Regions from separate parts of the Mus musculus genome. Here regions 1 and 2 are each linked to region 3. The links are chromatin contacts, called in public promoter capture Hi-C maps. All regions are on one chromosome and are shown on one strand. Each heading gives the region's core, a stretch centred on a gene start, on an enhancer-like site or on the middle of the called end of the contact. The rest is flanking DNA. Distances are from core to core; before and after follow the strand shown. Region 1 holds the start of Kcng1 (potassium voltage-gated channel, subfamily G, member 1). Region 2 holds the start of Zfp64 (zinc finger protein 64). Region 3 overlaps Atp9a (ATPase, class II, type 9A).

Region 1 (3,351 bases), core at 574-3,073, 400 kb before region 3:
GTCCGGGTCCTCCAGCTCTGGGAAGAGGCTCAGGGTGACTTGTTTTCGGTTCATTCGTCCCCTGTGGGTTTGGAGTGTGTCCCACAGCAGACATTTTTCCACTGGAATGGATTGGCTCAGAGCTGGGCTGGTAGGAGCAATCCCTTGGGGCCAAGCCTCCATGCCTAGCCACACTTCCCTCCCCACCCTCTACAGCAGGTGCCTGTGCAAAGCTGCAAAAGCATAAAGACCCACAGGTAGAAAAACCCACCGTGTGCACACCCCACTGCCCTAATCTCCAGGAGTACCACTTAACCTGGTGATGTGTTTATTGATGAGACACCAGGCAGTGACTCTGAGTACCGTCATAGGTGTGTGTGTGTGTGTGTGTGTGTGTGTGTGTGTGTGCACGTTGGTGGAGGGTTGGGGGTGTCAAACAAACCCCAGCGAATATCTACCTAGATTTATAGTCTGGCAGGCCCTCCTTTCTCCAGCGAATCAGACCAATCCCTGCCCCCTCCTCTCACCTTCCTGTGGACTTAGCTCAGATGTCACCGAGGAGGGGTGAGTATGCGTTTGCCTCCCACCTATTATCTACTTGGGGAACTCAGGTGTTTAGCACCCCTTAAGTACCTCTGCATTGCAAGTGTTTAACAAAATGTGTGCCAAAGTGACAGCTTGGCCTCTAAGCCCCATCACTAGGAGGAGGCTGTGCTCACCTAACATTAGATGAACCTTCTCAGCCCTCATCATCACTCCCAGCCCCCACTAAAGAGCTTTTAAAAGCCCACTTCTTCCTCTCCAGGGATCGGACCCCCCACCCACCCAGGAATGAACGCATTAAGCACCAACCTTAAATCTGCTATACACATATGCTGTAGCGCGGGCCACCCTGGCAGGCTGTGCCCTTCTGAGGCAGGGCCTGAGAGTCTCAACCTCCCCCCCGCCCCCCCATCGCCAGAGTCCATTGTCCTGTCGCCACCTCGGCCATTGTTCAATCCAGGCTTGTTGAATAAATGACTGGATGAACACTGAGTGTTTGGCATAGTGAGATGCCCACAGCAGGTGCTCAACCAATTTTTGTACAACCCAGAGAATGAACGAGTTCGTCTCTTTTCCATCCACACCCAAAAACTATGAGCAAAGCCGGGCCACTTATCCCGGGTACACTGAGGTTAAGGAGACCTCTAACTTTCTTACTAGATGCTAAGGCCCGCGACCACTGAATAGTCACTAGGGCCTTGCACACAGTAGGCGGTCCATAAGCCTTCACTGAGTTCGTAATTAATGAATGACTTAAATGAGTCCCGCTGGTGGGGATGCTGCCTTCCGTGCCTATTGACAGTGAAAGACTTCCCCGCATTCCAACTCCTCCCGTGGGACCCCAAAAACCCTGCACGCAAAGTCAGAGCGCACTACGCATTCCGGGGACCCCTGGAAAGGATCCGTGGCCGGACCAAACTGCGGCCGCGTGGGTGCATGCCGCATCGCCCGGGCGGCCTCTCCGGGGCTCCTAGGTATCCGCAGAGGGTACCGGGGCCGCGGCCACGTGCAGAGCCCGGAGCGCCGCTTGCAGGAGCAGGGTCCCGCCAGGCTGCAGCCCGCGAAGTTCCCACCTTAAGTTCCCGTCGCGGCGTCCCCGCCTAGGAGCTAGCCGGGCCGCAGCTCTGTCTCCCGGCGCAGCGATGCCGGGGTGAGGATGCGAGAGGGGGCAGCAAGCGGCACGTGGGACCCGCTTGGCCTGCCGGGGCTGCCCGCAAACTTTGGCCCCAGGGCCGCTGTCCTGCGCGCTGGACCCCTGACCGTCCCGCCTCCGCCTCCTGGTGCCCGCCGGGCTGCAAGTGCGCCGGCAACGCGGCGCGGCAGCAGCTGAGGGAGGTGGCCGGGCAGGAGGCGGGACGGAGGGAGGGGACTGCGCGCGGGGCGGGGAGAGGGGCGGGCGGGGGGCGGGAGGATGGAGCCACCGCGGGACCCGCCACTGCGATGCCACGCACCCTGACCCGACCCAGAGTCCAGGTCCTAGCGGAACGCAGTGCTGCACTCTCCCCATCCTGCCCATAACCATCTCCTCCCATAATCATCTCCTGCGCCCTGCAGGCCCCTGCCTTCCGGTGGCGACCTTTTAAGTCCCAGCGCTGCTCCTCCCAGGGCTCCTGGCCTGAGGCGCATCCACTTCTCCAGTTTTCTCAGTGGTCGTGGGACGCTCTTCCACCCTAGGCTCAGCGAGTACCAGGACCCGAGCCTCATTCCCCACGTGAGTCGCTATCGTGGGAACGCCACCGAACCAGTCTTCTGTCCTTAGGTCCAACCTCACGCTGAACTGTCACGGACACTGCAGATGTCACGTCGGGGGTGGGGTGGGGTGGCCGCATTTTATGTGTGGCAGTCCGGGAGCCCCACACGCTCTCCACCTTACCATACCAGCCATACATGTGCCTTCTCCATTGGCGGCCTTGGGCTTTTCCTGCCCCTGCGGTCCAGGGCCTGCGCCACCTTTGCAGTGTCACCAAAGCCAAAGAATGAGCGCTCTGGGCCCCAGAATGACTCCTATGCTGTAGTTCCTCACTGTCCCGGGTGGGTCCCGGTCTGGCAGTCTCTGGGTCCTGTACTCAGTCAACAGCCTGGAGAGGACAGGGTGGATTCTGGAGGCCTCTGAGTTGGCAGAAGTTGCAGCAGGATTTGGGATTAGGTGGGAAAGCTGTCTGAGAAGAGAGGGAGTAACCTGCTTGGGGAAATTGATTGGTACTGTCCTTTCTCCTCCATCAGGGAAGCAGGAGAGACTCAGGAACCAAGCTCAGCGAGTGTGCCTCCTATGCCTGGGGCTTCTTTAACGAGTTGCTTAGGCTTGGCCCCGGGGGATGTAAGCTTTGGGTTCACTCAGCACGTGGGTGGAGACAGATGGCAGAGTCAGAGAGTCAGCTGAGGACCTGTCCCAAGAACTCTCAAGCTTCTGCAGCGTCTACACCAGGAGAAAGGGGGGCGGGAAGTGCAAGTAGAAGGGGAGGTGGGGGAGGGGCTCTTCAGATGGAACAAAGTCGACTCCAGATCAGGGCCAGGAACTGAGAGGACCTCATCTTTGGGAGATTTGCAAAGAGATCCCACTAAGGGGCAAACAAAGGCTTCTGAGATGCTGAGAGACACGGGGAGGCAGTGTGCCGGAGGGACATAAATAACAGAGGCCAACATAAAGGTTCTCGGTGGACTCTGGAGGCCAGTGCTCCCACGTCCCATGTTGAAAACATGGCTGGTCCTTGGTGCTCTGTTAGCATGAACAGAAGGACCCATACATCCATCTTTCTTGCTTTCTTCTGAGCCTCGGGTTCCAGAGCAAGGGCTGTGCTGTCTTCCTCTGGCCGGCAGCTTCCACATGGG
Region 2 (3,195 bases), core at 311-2,810, 280 kb after region 3:
CCTTTCTCAGCACCCTGAAACTGTCACAGTCAACAGGCACTTTACCCAAGGCTTTCTCATCTGCAAAATGGGGACAAGACAGATGATCTCTTCCTGAGCCAGCCTGCTCTATAGAGTGAGTTCCAGGACAGCCAGGGCTTCGCAGAGAAACCCTGTCGAATAACCAAAAAACAAAACCAAACAACAACAACAACAACAAAACAAAGACAGATCTCTCCTTAGGATCCTTATAGATAAATTCTCTGATGTGGGGACTGATTTCCCATTCCAGAGTAAGTCATCTGGTGGGGTCGTCCCTCTTTAAAACACAACCCGAAGTCCACAGCACTGGAAGACACTGAGACACATGGGGTGGGTGGGGACTGGGTTTAGAGTTCAGAGGACACTCAGGCAAGTTTGGGGAGCCAATGGCTATAATATCTGCAGTTAGCAAAGTGACTCAGGTGTTTGCGAACCTTGTCCACAGCTTTTCAAACATCTGAGGCTCCAGGCACAAGGAAAGACCTGGGATTCCGGCCCCACCCTCCCTCGGAGACCTGCAGGGGATGGACCAAGCAGCCTGTTTTGAACACATGCGCTCCAGGTGGCCGGTCCACGGTTCAGTCCGTGGCCCGTACTTTGGGGAACAAAGGCACATGGAGATAGCAATAGCTTATAGGATGTCAGGAAAATAGCAGAACCTCAAACTCACTGCAAGTCACCCCCAGCCAGGTCTTTCACACCCATATCATCCCCTACCCTGAGTGCCAGGATGGCTCTGCAAACCTGTCCGCGAGCCCCTCAGGGATGCTCCAACCTGAGCCACTGAAGCAGAAGTTTCCCTACCAGTTGGCCTGGATCACCCCACTTTCTCCTCTCCTCTGCGCCCCAAACTCCACCCGGCGGGGCAGGGGAGGTGGTGACAGTCTCCTCGCCGCGTGGCCTCCCCTGGTCTTGCCTCCCCTGGGGTACTGCAAGAGTTCCAGGCGGCTCCCGACCTGACACGCCGACTGGGCTGGCGGGGACAGGCATGCAAGGTGCGCCGTCACCCCGATCCCGGGGCCTGCTGGCTCTGTCCGGGCCAGGCCCCAGCTGCGTCTGTTCAGTACTTACTTTGCATCGATCCAGAAAAGGTGTCTCCTTCCACGCTCGCGTTCATGGCCCCAGACCTTGGGGCGCCGCTCCCGGAGCCCCACGGCTCGCTCTACATTATGCAAAGACTTTTCTCCTGCATATTTCCCGCACCAGCCAGTCTTCTCCCAACTCTGTGAGGCGGGGACGGATGTACAACCAGCGCCACTTCCGCTGCCTAGAGGGCGCTGGCCCCTTGCACCCAGCCCGACTCCCAGGCGGTGCTCTCCCGAGGAACCGGGAAAGGTCGTGGAGTCTAAGACCCGAGTACACCGATCCCTCCACCCTATCCCAGGCATGCCAGGGACTCTGTGGTCGCCTTGCGCCTTTGCATCTTGCCCTCCTGGAGACGCTCATTCCTTCGCAGATGCCAGGAGGATGCGCTGCCGGCCTGGGAGAGTGGAGCCCCAAATCCCGGGGTGCTCCCCTAGGGCAGATCCGGCAGCGTAACACCGGGGCGGGGCCTTTGCCCTGCTGCTGGGTTGAGCCGGTGAGATGGCTCAGCAGGGGTAGGGCACACGTCACCAAGCCTGGTTTCCTGCCAGCCAGCTCACATGGTGGAAACAGACTCAAGCATCTGCATGTACAATATAAGTAACTTAAAAAAAAAAAAAAAAGAGATTAGTGTGTAGTAGATGGGAGAATTCATTGGGGCTCTGCTCCACGGGGGCTTCAGTATTTCACGCAGCATGGAGGGTTTGTTAGAATTGCTTGGGGATGGTGAACTGGAAAGAAGGCATAGTGGCTAAGAGTCTGTGCTGCTCTTGCAACGAATCCCAGCGCCCACATTAGGTGACTCACAACTATTTGCAACTCTTCCCCGAGAATCCTGCACTGAAGAACTGACCTTAGCTCTAACCTTGAGCTTACCCAGAAGGTTCCACAGCCCCTTTTTATTTCCTGTTATGATCTAAGCCACAAAGTCACTCCAAGGGTCAGACTCTGAGAGGTTTATTGGGGAGGGGCTTAGAGTGGCTGCCTCTGGGAAGGGTGGAGGTGAGCAAGGGCGTTGATCAAAAAGAGGCGGGAAGAAAGTCCGCCTTTTAGGGACTATAGCACATGCGCAGGGGAGGAATGTGGCTCAACTTGGCTCCTACTGATGACGTAATTGCCGTCTCAGGGTCCCTGGGTAGGTTGTGGAAGATGTCTAGTAACTACCATCCCTCCCTTTCGTTCAATATAAAAGAGGAGGAACTAAGAAGGGGTGATGTTGAGGCCGGAGAGCAATTTGGACTATTTCCTGTTGTCCGGGGTTGTCGCATGTTCGGGCATTGCTGATCCTCACCATCAGGGCACACTCCGTAACCATGAGACTCAGGCTTTGTGGCTAGCAGCCCGTAGTCCCGTAACAGTAAATTAGTTGTTTGATTAGAGAGTTTTTTGAGTTTGTTGTTGAAGAAATGCCAGAGGAGAAGAAATTGATAAAAGAGGGTTCGATGACAGCCAGGAGGGGCAAGATTTGAACTGCCCTTTCATCATGTCTGGCAGCTATTGCGTGCAACAGGAATTGGTAAGAGCTCTTCTCCGTGTGTCACCCCCAACTTGGGGAAGAGAAATATTAGCATGCAAACTCCTGACCAACTAGGGTGGTAGGCCAGAGTGCCACAAAGAATCGAGGGGATATGAACGGGCAGGCACTGGGGCTGAGATGAGGTAGCAAGGTTACGGTTTTGTTGCAGTCTAGGGAACGTGTCCCAGGTGCCATAAGACAGTTTGTCACACCAAAGAGGATGATATGAAAAAAGGGAGTCAGAGTGACCCCAGGCTCAGTGAATTTGGTGAATGGGGAGGGAGGGTTATTTGACAGGGTCACAGGAGAAGCTATAAGAGGCAGTTGTGAGCTAGTCCCAGGAGGCCGTCTCCACAGCCAGCCATCTCCAAAGCTGCCACATTGGGTGACATTAAGGAGTCAGTAGGCTGAGGCCAGATCTGAAGCAGGAGACAGGTTTGTATTATTTAGGAGAGGGCACATCAAAGATGTCAAACACACCTTGGAGGAGTGTTTAATTACCTCCTTCACCTATCTCCAGAGGTTGGGTACTCAGTCGGGATGTATTTTCTCTGATATTAATTGTGCTCACTGGG
Region 3 (3,330 bases), core at 233-2,732:
AACATGGCTCCAGTCACCCAGTGGTCCCATGAGCTCAGCACCAAAGCTCTGTTCTCCCGAGAGATTGGTACCCCTGCTCTGTGTAGCTGTGACCCAAGGAAGAGGGACAGTCAGGAGGCCACTGCTGTGCCCCTATCTGGTCCACAGCCTGCTTCCCAGAGTGTGAGCTATCCATCCATCATCTTTTAATGAGTTGCTCATGTAGCTCAGGCTGCCCTCAAACTCACTACATACCAAGGATGACCCTGAACCCCTGGCCTTCCTTCCTCTACATCCTGAGTGCTCAGATGGCAAGTATAATCCCCACACATCTGTTTTACGTGGCGCTAGGAATCAAACCCAGGTCTTCACGTTTGCTACGCAAGCGCTCTGCTGACGAGTAACACGCGCACCACTTAGACCACGGTTCTAGTGGCACAGCTGTTCAGTGCAACCCTCACATGCGACACACATTCTGGCCTCTTTCTGTGCCCTCTCTCTCTTCCCGTTTCTCGCTCTCCCTGCGGCCTGAAGTCAGCAGTCCTGCTGATCCCCTCAGACTACCCTTTGCTTCACCGAGCTCCCAGAAGGCAGTGATCCTGACTGGTTCCTGGGTTATTTTGTGAGCCATTTATTTCACACAACCAGACAGATACGTGTCGAGCTTCTAAAAGGGAGGTCTGGAATAGTCACAGTAGTTCAGCGCTGCTATGATATCCCGGTGTTGATCTGGGGTCAGAGCACGTGAGCCAGACTGTAGACCAGATGGGCATTACCAGACACAGGGCACAGAGCTCAGGAGTGACTGTGTGCTGGTCACGTGCCAGGACAAGATCACACCATAGACTCGGGAGACGACCCACAAGCTAGCCCTTTGTTAGCCAGTCCGTGAAGAAACAAGCTAGAACTCAGGCCTCTGAAACACACAAGCTGCCCAGCCCCAAGACTCGCCAGTACCTTCCACTTCCATCTCCTGGCAGCAAATACTGGGTTGCCATGGCAACTGCATCCTCTGCAGATGGCTGGCAGCTAAGGCAGCTGGACCTTTGGTGCAACCTGGCAAGCTTCCCTGTTCTTTAAACTGGCACTGGGTAACAGTGGGCTGAGCAGCATCGGGAGGGGGTTTCACAAGGAACACAGTAAGGGAGTCCCTGCAGGCTGAGTCCAGTATCCCAGGGTAACGGCTGTGTTCACGCCACAATCTGAATACAGTTAGCTGTCAACCGGGTGGCACGCAGGGAAAGGAACCTGAGGTTGACAAGGAACACGGGAAATGCCCAGTTCATACTCACTCTAAATATTCACCTGCAGAAGGCGCGGCAGGCGGGACTCTAGAGCACAGAATGAGAAGGCGCGGCAGGCGGGACTCTAGAGCACAGAATGAGAAGGCGCGGCAGGCGGGACTCTAGAGCACAGACTGCCCGCCTGCTCTCTCGTCCCCATCAACAAGCAGAGCGCAGACCCGAGAAGTCCCATGAACTGCTTGAACTCTGTCCCTTTTCCAAGATCCCAGTTTGCCCACGCTCTTCCCAGGAGATGGCGCTCCAAGGCTGTGTGACCCTGAGCAAGAGGCTTGCCCACTCTGGCATTCAGTTCCATGGTCCATTAGACGTCTTTACCTCATTTTGTTAAATCCAGAACAAGGGAATGGTGGCAGAGCTCTGTAAAGTGCCTGTTGTATAAATGCTTTGACACTGACTGTCTCCAGGCAACAGACAGGCATCTCTCTATCCCCACCCCCCAAACAAAGGCCTGCGGGGAGGGAGAAATGGCGAGGAGGGGTAAGACACTGGACTGTCAGCTCTGCCGACCTGCATCGGATCCAGGAACCACACAGTAAGAGGAGAATGTGAGTCCTGAGCTGCCTCTAACCTCCATACAATCACCAGTGTGGTGCAGGCTGCTCCTAATTCAATTCCCAGCACCAACATGGTGGCTCACAACCATCTGCAATTCCCAGACCCAGGGAATCAGGCGCCCTCTTCTGGCATCACCTAGTAAGTGAAAAAAGAGAAGAGAAGAGAAGAGAAGAGAAGAGAAGAGAAGAGAAGAGAAGAGAAGAGAAGAGAAAGGAGAGAAAGAGAGAGAGAACAAGAGAGAAAGAGAGAGAAAGAGAGAAAGCAAGAGAGAGAAAGAGAACGAGAGAAAGAGAGAGAAAGAAAGAGAGAAAGAGAACAAGAGAGAAAAAGAGAGAACAAGAAAGAGAGAGAGACAGAAAGAAAGAGAGAAAGAGAAAAAGAGAGAAGGAGAAAGAGAGAAAGAAAGAGAAAGAGAGAGAGAAAGAAAGAATGAGAGAGAGAGAAAGAAAGAGAAAGAAAACTTGAAGAGAAAGAAAAATATAAGGACTATGACAGAAAAAAATTGACCCTGTGGAAACAAAGATGGCTAAACCCCCAGGCAGTTGTAAAAATGGTAACACTGTTTCAGGTTTTGTTGTTGTTTTGGTGTTTTGTTTTGTTTTGTTTTCACTGGCTATCCTAGAATGTAGATCAGGCTAGCCTCCAACTGACAAGCGATCCCCTTGCCTCTGACTCCTGAGTGCTGGAATTGATAGTTTGGCCATCAAGCCTGGCCTTGTTTTTTGTTTATTTTTAAAGACAGGGGTGGGGGTGGGGGGTGGGGGGGGGTGGGGATAGAGAGATGGCTCAGAGGTTGAGAGCACTGACTGCTCCTCCAGAAGTCCTGAGTTCAAATCCCAGCAACCACATGGTGGCTCACAACCATCTGTAATGGCATCCGATGCCCTCTTCTGGCATGCAGGCATACATGCAGGCAGAACACTGCATACATAATAAGTGTTTGGTTTTGTTTTTTAAGGCAGGGGGAGGGGTCTCACTGTAGCCCAAGCTAGGCTTGAACTGGTACACTCTTGCTACAGTTGTTAAGGATGAAGAGAAACTCAGGCTGCAGAGATGCTCAGTGGTGAAGACTGCTGCTCATGCAAAGGACCAGCGTTCTGTTCCCAGCACCCACTCAGGTGGCTCTAAACTGCTTGTCACTCAGCTCCAGGGGGCTGATACCCTCTTTGCTCACACATCCACACTCACATAAATAAAAATTGCAAAGGAGCCAGGCGTGGTGGTGCACGCCTTTAATCCCAGCACTTGAGAGGCAGAGGCAGGAGGATCTCTGAGTTCAAGGCCAGCCAGGTCTACAGAGTGAGTTCCAGGACAGTCAGGGCTACACAGAGAAACCCTGTCTCGAAAAAACAAAAACAAAACAAACAAACAAACAAACAAAAATTGCAAAGGAAAGAGAATCTTAAACCTTTCAATGCAATCGTCAAAGCATTAGAAAAATCTCAGGATCACAAGTATCTGCCAATGGCCAAAAAGCAGAGACCTCAGGATC

The links. Promoter capture Hi-C pulls out the DNA fragments that hold promoters and counts their contacts.
Region 1: a contact with region 3 is called in a promoter capture Hi-C map of hippocampal neurons, with 3 times the contacts expected there. The contact joins the promoter of Kcng1 here to the enhancer-like site in region 3. A contact is called at or near these places in 16 of 39 promoter capture datasets (the 3T3-L1 cell line, 3T3-L1-derived adipocytes, the C10 cell line and 11 more), 1 of 484 Hi-C or Micro-C datasets (bone marrow-derived macrophages), 3 of 115 datasets of contacts at active chromatin or transcription factors (bone marrow-derived macrophages, embryonic basal ganglia and embryonic stem cells) and 2 of 9 other capture datasets (embryonic stem cells and liver).
Region 2: a promoter capture Hi-C map of stem cell-derived epiblast-like cells shows a contact between it and region 3, with 2.9 times the contacts expected there. The contact joins the promoter of Zfp64 here to the enhancer-like site in region 3. A contact is called at or near these places in 6 of 39 promoter capture datasets (embryonic stem cells, frontonasal cranial neural crest, hippocampal neurons and 2 more) and 3 of 115 datasets of contacts at active chromatin or transcription factors (all in embryonic stem cells).

Annotation. Positions count from the first base shown.
Region 1 is chr2:168,279,283-168,282,633 of GRCm38.p6, forward strand. Kcng1 (potassium voltage-gated channel, subfamily G, member 1) reads right to left here and starts at 1,824. Exons shown (of 3, transcript NM_001081134.2): 1 at 1,596-1,824.
Region 2 is chr2:168,954,027-168,957,221 of GRCm38.p6, forward strand. Zfp64 (zinc finger protein 64) reads right to left here and starts at 1,561. Exons shown (of 6, transcript NM_009564.2): 1 at 1,093-1,561. The coding sequence starts at 1,138. It overlaps Gm39993 (a long non-coding RNA gene), which reads left to right and starts at 2,057. Exons shown (of 2, transcript XR_867023.3): 1 at 2,057-2,620.
Region 3 is chr2:168,678,074-168,681,403 of GRCm38.p6, forward strand. All of the region lies in intron 9 of Atp9a (ATPase, class II, type 9A), which reads right to left. Among named protein-coding and RNA genes, the nearest start is that of Mir7004, 39 kb to the left of the region's middle. Within about 2 kb of position 1,483, at least 68 of the 459 cell types and tissues checked have an H3K27ac peak or open chromatin away from gene starts, as enhancers often do. A contact at or near this core is called in embryonic basal ganglia, hippocampal neurons and stem cell-derived epiblast-like cells, where this site is marked.